Linked DNA regions of Zea mays: region 1 is linked to region 2. A link is a contact called in public Hi-C data. All regions are on one chromosome and are shown on one strand. The core of a region is the stretch at or near the end of the contact, and the rest is flanking DNA. Distances in the headings are between cores, read along the strand shown. Region 1 holds the start of LOC100193969 (sirohydrochlorin ferrochelatase). Region 2 holds the start of LOC100282506.

What was found. Hi-C and Micro-C count contacts between places; a contact is called where the count stands out from the background.
Region 1: a Hi-C map of ear shows a contact between it and region 2, with 2.5 times the contacts expected there. The contact joins the promoter of LOC100193969 here to the promoter of LOC100282506 in region 2. A contact is called at or near these places in 3 of 25 Hi-C or Micro-C datasets (ear, leaf and tassel).

The regions. Positions count from the first base shown.
Region 1 is chr2:70,560,750-70,566,019 of Zm-B73-REFERENCE-NAM-5.0, forward strand. It overlaps LOC100193969 (sirohydrochlorin ferrochelatase), which reads right to left and starts at 3,711. Exons shown (of 7, transcript NM_001139037.1): 1 at 3,517-3,711; 2 at 2,921-3,190; 3 at 2,622-2,824; 4 at 2,476-2,537. The coding sequence starts at 2,985.
Region 2 is chr2:69,804,292-69,809,361 of Zm-B73-REFERENCE-NAM-5.0, forward strand. It overlaps LOC100282506, which reads left to right and starts at 3,051. Exons shown (of 3, transcript NM_001155415.1): 1 at 3,051-3,500. The coding sequence starts at 3,311.

The DNA of each region.
Region 1 (5,270 bases), core at 2,461-4,960, 760 kb after region 2:
ATAGCTGGACCTCGACTACGCAGTTCATGGTCGCGATTTCAGCATGTTCTTACCAGCATGACGGTTTATATGGCAATGGCAGTGGATATCCCACAATGGGGTTTAGATGCCATTGATAGATTAAGGAAAGGTTTCCTTTGGCGAGGTCGAAAAGAGGTAAATGGGGGGCACTGCCTTGTGGCTTGGAGAAAGGTTTGCCGCCCCCTTCATCTTGGTGGGCTGGGTATCTCCAGTTTAAAAGAACTTTACTGGGCCCTTCGAATGAGATGGCTCTCGCTGTCTAAAACAGACCCCTCCAGGCCCTGGATTGGTCTCCCAATTAAAATCCCAAAAAAGGCCACATCCTTCTTTAATGAGGTAGTGCTCACTGAAGTTGGTGACGGGGTCAACACCAAATTCTGGAAAGACAAGTGGTTACACGGTAAAAAAATTGCAGACCTGGCACCTAGACTCCTAGCTACAATTCCTAAGCGGATTGTGAACAGCAGAACTGTGAATGAAGCTTTGACTAACAGAAAGTGGATTGCTGACATAAAAGGGGCTCTCTTAGTGGGTGTGTTGATTGATTACCTTCAGCTGTGGGAGATGCTCTCAGCCATTGAGCTGCAGCCTAGAGTTGAAGACATATTTTCAGTATTGCCCCAGATGGAATGTATTCTGCAAAATCTGCTTATAATGGACTGTTCATGGGTTCAGTTTCCTTTGGACACTTCACAAGAGTTTGGAAAACCTGGGCCCCGCCAAAGTGTCGTTTTTTCATTTGGCTTGCTGCCCATAATAGATGCTGGACAGCAGATCGATTAGCTAAGAAAGGCCTAAACCACCATGAGAAATGTCTGCTATGTGACCAAGCTGAAGAAACTCTTGATCATCTTCTGGTGGCTTGCTCCTTCTCGAGAGTCTTTTGGTACCAGCTTTTCCGGAAATTTGGGCTTCACTCCCTAGCCCCCCAGTCGGCGGTCACCTCCTTCTTGAATTGGTGGGAGGAGGTTTCAGAGGTGGTCTCAGGTGTCACCAGAAAAGGCCTTAACTCCCTTATTATCCTGGGTGCTTGGACTATTTGGATTCATCGGAACAAATGTGACTTCGATGGATTGTCTCCTTGCCTCACCTATATCCTTGCTTGGGCTGACGAGGAGAGAAGTCGTTGGGAGGCAGCTGGGGCGAAGGGCCTATGTTCTCTGGTTGCTTCTGCAGCTGCTCCCTAGGGTGGTGTGTTGTTTGTTCCTTTCACATGATGAGTTCTTTTTTGTATGCTATTTTCTGGCCCCCGTGAGGAGGCCTGCTGATGTTTGGTCTACTTTAGACCTTTTTTCCTATCTTCTAAATATATAAAGGGGCGCAGCTCTCCTGCGCGTTTTCGAAAAAAAAAGTTTGTGGTTGTGATCCGTCCTCTCCGGCGAGGTTATACCCCTCGGTCGCAGGCTTTGTTTGGAGAATGGAGAGGAGAGATTAGATGGAAATAACTTGCTTCCCCCCACGCAATGTCTGTTATATGAATATATAGCCAGCGGCCTCAACCAACTGGAGCAACAAGCTCCACTAATTTAGGAACTAATAATAGAAGGCTATTTCTATTTTCCATCTTAGCCACTCCACTAATTTAGGAACTAATAATAGGAGGCTATTCCTATTTTCCATCTTAGCCACCGCAGGTGATCGTGCTCAGTGCGTCCTCGTGCGCGGCCATCGCGCGTTCCGCGGCGCGGCGCACGTCACGGCCCTGGTGACGCCTAGAGTACGTCCACCCGACCATGACAGAAACACAATTTCATGTCAGGAAAAAGAGCTCAATGTGGAAATCATTCTCCATATCATACAGGACAAAAGAAAACGGTAGATGGTCTCCCTTTCTTGTGTAAATGATTTCTCCCGTTTAGTCTTTCTCACATTCATTTTCTCCTTTTTCTCGGTACAATTATCTTATCCCTTTCCTTTTATACACAATATATATCTAGCATAATAGGGGTTTTCCCCTGCTGTATTTCCTTAAAAAACAATATAAGTGAAATGAGGACGGATTCTATATTCCATAACTACTTTATCCATTTGATTCAATAAGGTGGAATCATCCTTCTAATGCCCTTTGAGAGTTTAAGTCCAGGATATCCAGAGACAAGTACAAATTTCAGCAATTAAATACAAACAAACTGCATAGGATACTGAACAAAATCAATCATGATAATTCTGAATGAATGAGCTGCCATTGAACAATATAAGGTGCAATGCATAGCTCGAAAGCAGAGTCAGACTTGGACTAAGCATAGAATACCCAAATTAGTAATGATAAAGGAAAACGTGTTAATATTTAAAACATGTTGGTCCAAATTTCTCAATCGGACAGGCACGGTACTGATTTGTACAAAAAGCATGGATGGTTCTAGAAGCTTTAAGTGCATTAATAAATTAAATGTTTTCCTTTCTCACAAAGAAAAAACAGAAGGTATAAAAAGGCTGGAGCGACAAAAAAAATACCATATGAGCAGGCTCAACAATCCTATAGCTAGTCTTCGCCCGGAACATCTCAACAAAGTCATCTGCATTTGTTAATACACAAATCAAGACACAATAAGAGCACCATGATTGCAAAAGATATGCCTTGCAAAAATCAGGTTTATTACTTAGCATGAGATTGGATTCTTGGCGTCTTGACCCATGATCAACAATGACCACAGCATCCTTATCCCCCACAGCAAAATCCTCCCTCCCAGATGTTTCGGACCCAGGGGCGGGTTTTGGTACGGAGTTCATAGCCAGGTTTCCACTAGACCTTCCAGCTGTCCACAGGTTGACAAAATGGATGGCCTTCCTCACAGCAGTGCTCCTAATGCCAAGAAAAAACAGATATGTTATGAGAAGCAGAGACACAGGAGCAATAGCAGACCGCACAATTTGCCAAGAGGTTAGATAAATGGATCACCTTGAAACAAGTTTTTTTGCAGGAGTTGCGGTAAAGGGCTGGGAGGGGACTGGAACAGGGTGCATAGCTGGGGGGCAGTGGCGGAGAACGCCGAAGAAACGAGTCGGCTGCTCGCCACTGGCCGCTGCCCGAGCCAGCCGCTGGGCGCTTGCCGCCGGGCTGAGCTGGCAGGCTGGACACTGGCCACTGGCCCTGCGGCCAATGCGGATCCAGGATTTAGTGACGCTCCGGGCCGAATTGCATACAATACATCATTCGTGATCCATAGTACTGTACCTTTCAGCAGTTAACTAGCATCAGATTCATAATAGGCTTGTGATGATGAAATGTGAGCTTAGAAACAGTTGAAATTATTACAGACAGACAAAACACTGATGATGTAAGCTAATTAAAACATAAAACTATAAAGAAAGAAACAAAAATATAATAGATGAATGGGACTATCAGAAGATGTAAGTGCACTTCGAAGTGCGGTAGCGGCATTTATGACTTTGCCCCTAGCCCAATAGCTGACAGTGCTATGAAATTGCAAAATAACAACAGAGCGTGTAAACAGGCAAAATCAAGTGGGGCCATGGGGAGCTGGGAGCGTGTACCTCGGTTGCTAGCACCAGGCCACCAGCACACGCACAACAGCACCACCCCGCCCCCGTAGCGCCCTGCCGCACCAAGATCTACGTCTCACCGGAGGGCGGAGGAGCTGGGCAAGGCCGCGAGCAGGAGGCGGTGCTGGCCGGACCGTCGGAGGGAGCTAGGCAGCTGGCCGGACCACCGGACGGAGCCGCTAGAGGACGGAGCCCTGGCGGCCAATTTGGTGAGTGGCGGCGGGACTGCTGTAAAGAATTTGGATTTATGTCATTATGGGAACTGGGTTTCACCCAAATGCCATTATATAAACGTGGCTGATCCACCATTCTTAAACATTGTCTTTCAGACAAAATATCACTTAGAGGGTTATTTAAAACATAACCTTATTTTATTATATTGGCAGCTAGTGGCCGGACACTTTTGGGCAAGAAATCTGTACGCCGCTCAACTCTGGCTCGCCGCATAGCTGGCATTTCCTATTCTTTAAAGACGGTTCGAAACGGCGACGCGCACGATGTCCACGTCAGTGTTTTTTTTCCAGCCGTCCGATGATACATCAACGGCAAAGGAACCATGGCAGTACAACGAAGTGAAATGCAGCTAGCAAAATATCTTCTTCGTGAATACTCTAGACCTGCACCAACTCCAGACTTGCCTGAGGACTTCGCGAACAGCCCAATCAAACAGGACGAGGGGGCATCCAACGTGCGTTGGACCCGGACCCAGACGAACGTCCGATTAAACAGCTAGTGGTCGTGCGATTAAAACACACGACTAAAACAGAAGCGTGGCTTCCATCCGCAGCCGTCCCCACGAGCCTACATACATAGTCCAGACTGGCCTATTCACCGTCGTCCCCTCTTCCTAGGGTCTGCCGGACTCGCCTTTCGCCCCTCGCAGTCGTCCTCATCAATAACTCACCCCTACCTGTGATGTGGGGAAAGGCAAGGGCCGTGACGTCTTTCATGTTTTCTCTGATCTCGTTGCAGCCTAAGGTACGAGGGTGCGATGACCTCAGCCATATTGGTCCTGCTCCGTACCCCTCATGATTTTGGCAGATGTAGTTAGGAAATTTCCTTAGGTCAATTCAAATTATATTATAGAGCCATGATGTTGCATTACATTGTGATACGAGTTATATTAATCAGATTATTTAGCCTGCAAAGCTTGCTGGTGCACAAATTAATTTGTTCAGAAGGTAGGACAGTAAGATATTTGTGTTGCCTTAGATTAGCTTGTCTGGAAGTATAACTACATAGACTTTATTATTGTTAGACATGGCCTTCTTAGCCTCTGTTACTGGATTATGTACACATTCATTTTCCGCCCACCGTAACTTTAATATATGTTGTAAAGTTGGTATGATTCCATATTTTCTTTTTAATTTCGAGCATATATTATTATATGATATGATTAATCTGAGTATTTTTGGTTTAGAACTATTACTATTATTATATGACATGGGTATTGTTGCATATTGCTATTCTTTAAAGACGGTTCGAAACGGCGACGCGCACGATGTCCACGTCAGTGTTTTTTTTCCAGCCGTCCGATGATACATCAACGGCAAAGGAACCATGGCAGTACAACGAAGTGAAATGCAGCTAGCAAAATATCTTCTTCGTGAATACTCTAGACCTGCACCAACTCCAGACTTGCCTGAGGACTTCGCGAACAGCCCAATCAAACAGGACGAGGGGGCATCCAACGTGCGTTGGACTCGGACCCAGACGAACGTCCGATTAAACAGCTAGTGGTCGTG
Region 2 (5,070 bases), core at 1,801-4,300:
CTGAAATTTAACAACTTAAGCACAACTACAAGCCGGGTTAGCGTTAGAAATATAAATGAGTCCGAGAGAGGGCGTGAAAACAAATCGCAAGCGAATAAAGAGTGAGACACAAGGATTTGTTTTACCGAGGTTCGGTTCTCGCAAACCTACTCCCCGTTGAGGTGGTCACAAAGACCGGGTCTCTTTCAACCCTTTCCCTCTCTCAAACGGTCCCTTGGACCGAGTGAGCTTCTCTTCTCAATCAAACGGGAACAAACTTCCCCGCAAGGACCACCACACAATTGGTGTCTCTTGCCTTGGTTACAATTGAGTTGTTCGCAAGAAAGAATGAAAGAAGGAAGCAATCCAAGCGCAAGAGCTCAAAAGAACACAACAAATCTCTCTCACTAATTACTAAAGCCTTGTGTGGAATTGGGAGAGGATTTGATCTATTTGGTGTGTCTAGTATTGAATGCTATAGCTCTTGTAAGGAGTAGAAGTGTGAAAACTTGGATGACTTGAATGTGGGGGTGGTTGGGGTATTTATAGCCCCAACCACCAAACTTGACCGTTGGTGGAGGCTGCTGTCGACGGGCGCACCGGACACTGTTCGGTGCGCCAGCCACGTCACCTGGTCGTTGGGTTCCGACCGTTGGAGCTCTGACTTGTGGGCCCGCCTGGCTGTCCGGTGGTGCACCGGACAGGCCCTGTAGGCTGTCCGGTGTGCCACCCGCGCGTGCTCTGCTCCTCTGTGCGCGCAGGCGCGCATTTAATGTGTTACAGTCAACCATTGCGCGCAAAGCAGTCGTTGCTCCACTGTCACACCGGACAGTCCGGTGAATTATAGCGGAGCGGATTCCCGAAGCTGGCGAGTTCAGAGTTGCTCTTCCTTGGGGCACCGGACACTGTCCGGTGGTGCACCGGACAGTCCGATGAATTATAGCGGAGCTCCTCTGAAAATTCCTGAAGGTGAAGAGTTGGGCGTCGAGTTCCCTGGTGCACCGGACACTATCTGGTGGCACACCGGACAGTCCGGTGCGCCAGACCAGGGTGCCATTCGGGTTGTCTTTTGCTCTCTTGTTTGAACCCTTTTCTTGGTCTTTTTATTGGCTTAATGTGAACCTTTGGCACCTGTAGAACTTATAGACTAGAGCAAACTAGTTAGTCCAATTATTTGCGTTGGGCAATTCAACCACCAAAAGCAATTAGGAAATAGGTATAAGCCTAATTCCCTTTCAGTATGTCTCAAACAGTCTGGTCTTTACATAAATTAAACGTTAAATTCTAGCCAGATCGCATGGATCAACCAGTGCTGGTTGCATTGATTGGATCCCTTAAGCCTATTGATGTCTTCTGGGTCAGTAATTGTCTAATAACTAAAAGTAATCATGCATTGAAAGTGACTTACAAGAGGAATAAATCTGTCTAAAGCATGTTTGAGCCGATGTAAGCTACGACATGGCCAAAAGCACAGAACGACAAAAAAACTACCAATATTACCCTTGTTGTTAACCAAATCTAGGGCAAGATAAATGGTAAACCATATATAGGAACATCTCAAATCTAATCTACAACATGTATTATGCCGACGATCCTAAGAACTTTCGCTGTTATGAGTCGATGATTATGCACGTGAACATAGATCAGGACCTCCAAAGAAGTCCATCTAGAGTAAACAATGAGACTAAACATGTAAGACATGGTGCTAGAGGTGTATTGATCTCTCGAGTTGCCACATGCACATTTTGTAGCTTGCATATCATGGAGTGTAGCAACCGATCAAGGAATACACATCTAACAACGTAAAACCAATCTACTAACATGTAGCTTAATGACAGAAATAGATTGAAACCACACAAGATAACTAGCAAATCTTGTCAATAACAACACTCAATATAATATCTACTAGGGTAAGGTGATAACACCGTACTACCCTGATACGATCAACTAGAGATCACGTTAGAGCAATATGGCACTTACCTTGTAAAACCCCTGGGAAAGGGGTGACGATGTGCCTAGGAGACAAGAAACACACACTACTTGGTGAACGAATGCCTTCTATATATTATGATAGTAAACAGTTACATTTTATAGTCTTATGGACTTGAAGTGAGAAGCACTTCCAAACCAACTTTTAATTTAGTCTATCACCTATGTACGTTACATGACCATAGGGTCTATCCTTCCGCCTAGGACAAATACCACTACCGTTGAGTCCATCGGTCAGAAAAAGTTGCACCAATTCGACTAGAATTTAATGTAACACCTATAGATGACTTGTTAACTAGCAAAGTCCCCGTACATTACTATAATTTTTATTTATATAGAGTATAAAACACAAAAACATATGTGTTTTGTTGGCTAGGTGAGTGGGAATATTGGTTTGAAGCTCCATTTGTATATAATTTTAGTTTTTACCATTTAAATATGGGGAAGCACGACGACTGTGAAGATCATGAAACCGTATAAACTATTATATAGTAGAGATGAGCCATATTTTAAGAATTTTTCAGAGAATAAGTGGGTCTTTGGTTTCTTTAGTCACTCTTCTAAACTTTAGTCCCTAGGAATCCTATTTGAAAGACCTATTTTAGTGACCATGATTGGCATTTTAGGCACTAAAAGTAACTATAAAATTTAGGTGGGAAACAAACACTGCTAGATATAAAACTTAGGTGTCGTTTGATTCACATAATTATAACATAATGGGTAACACATAACGTTAAATCATATTTGTTTAAGTTCAGTCGTAATCAGATACTACACTGAAAATAGATATTTGACTATTCAAACTTATTACCAATATCACTCGAGTGTAAATCATTACCGTTGTCATTTACGTTACAGTTTGTGAACCAAACAACACCTTAGATACACTAATACTGATATATGTTTTGTATACCATTTATATGAAAGAATTATAACTCTTTAATATTGTTTGTTTGATATTATAATCTGTTTATATTATATGATCCAACAAATTTTGACCTAACATTTTAGGTTAAAAATTATTGAATTATATAATAAACACCCCTTGAGTTGTACATGCTGTGCTGTTACGGGAAAGGAACAGGAGTGATCGTCTATTTTCTCATCACATAAACGTACTGCGTTTCTACTTTCTAGTGGAGAAGGAAAAGACAATTTTCTCGTAACCTTCCGGGCTCCTCTTCCTCTCCTCGCGTTCCCCCACCAAACCCTAATCCGAGCACCCAGCCCCTACCCGCTTCCGCTCGCGCCGGCCTTTGGGGCTCTCACCCTGAGCGGTAGGAATCCGCAGGGCTCCGGTTGGGTGCCAGAAGCATCCAAGTCGTTGGCGGGAGACCGGGAAATGGCGGAAAAAGAGGGGGCGAAGGTTGGGGCGGAAGAGATGGAAGAGCGGGAGCAGGAAGGGGAGGCGGAGGAGGTGGAGGTGAAGTTTCGTCTCTTCGACGGCTCCGACATCGGCCCCGTGCGCTGCAACGCCGCCACCACCACCGTCGCCGCTCTCAAGGATCGCGTCGTCGCCGACTGGCCCAAAGGTCATAAGGATTCCGTTTTTCTTGAGTTGAGGAACTCTTGTGAGGCGTGATGAGCCGGCCCCGCCCCTGGTGTGACGTCCTGTGATCTATACTGCTAAATTTGCTTATAGACTTCTGTTGCTATTCTTAGTCTCTATGCCTATGTGTCGCAAGGAGGAACAGAGGGCTTTAAGGGGAATAAGCTTTAGATTTGCTTATTCGTTGCCTTCATTGTTTGGTGCCTGGAAAAAGGAAGTGTGCCTCCATTATTAGCTAGCACTTATTCTGTTAAGATTCGAAATGGATTCAATTGAAAATATTGAACGCATAGCAGAAAACGTCACTATAAGAAATCATTGAATATGGTGCAGCAAAAAGATAAATAGGAACTCGTTATTCTCTAGCTCTAAGCTTGGTAGATGAATGGGAGATTTGAGCTTAATTAATTGTTTTGTGGCCTGTAAAGCTCATCATCAGCTATCTGTTATTTATGATGGTTGTGACAACCAGCTTCTCAGCCATTTATAGCAATTAGAGCAGTTTGATGTTTGTGTGGGGGGTTGGTGGTGGGGAGGGGCATTGCCTTGCTTTGCAGTCTACGTATGAATCCTGGTACAGCTTCTTAAGGAAAAACACAGGGGCGTCTCCCCCCTGTGGTCCAGCTTTTTTATGATGATTGTACCAGAATATATTTATATAGCCTATATGGATGCAACCACTAAGAGTAATTAATTGCTAATTTTCTGCATCCATGAAGCTGTCATCTGAATTGTTCTAAGCCAGGTCATATTCAGAGAAATATCAAACCCATATGCTGTTGTTTCAAACATTAATAGTGTAACTTTCTTTTTTAAAGAAAAAACAGACACTATTACGTCATTTGTTGAACACATTATAATCCAGTAGGGTATTTGACACTGGACCAAGATTGTTTGAGGAACTGATGGGATTTCATCGAACCATGAGTGGCCACAAAACGGTCATAGATTTAGCAGGGTCTTTGATTCATTTCTGTACAATTCCATGTTGATATACTGCTAGTTTTGGAGTGATCTCAAGTGTTTCAACAAAGTAGCCTAAAGAGGCCACAAGATCAACACTCAGAAAGCCCAGTAGATGGAAAGTATAATGAAATTCTTGGTTTTTTTAGTTGGACATTTGTAGCTATCATTGTCAACCTGGTCTCTGTGGTTACCAATGTTTCATCTTGGGAGAACACTAAATTTTTTACTGAGTTTGAAAATGGCGGTATTTATTTTTTCGCCGCTGAAGGTGGGTTGCAATCCCCCACCTTATCCACATGTGGGCCACTCTGAGTCACTGACAGTGTGCCAGGGTGGAAAATCTTGTGCCACTCACCCCCGCAAAGAGGCAAATGGTGAGGGTTTGAAAATGAGTGCATACATTTACACTTTGAAGAATGTAGTGTGTGTTTTGCTGGTGCCATGTTATTTGCTGGTCTTCCACTATGTTTTGTCAATTGCTGAAGTTTGTTCAACCTCCAGGCTTGCATAACTGCATTATGGGTCACTGACTTAGTTGATTTTTAACGATGCCCACAGTTCCATGATTTCAAAAGAAATATTATCAA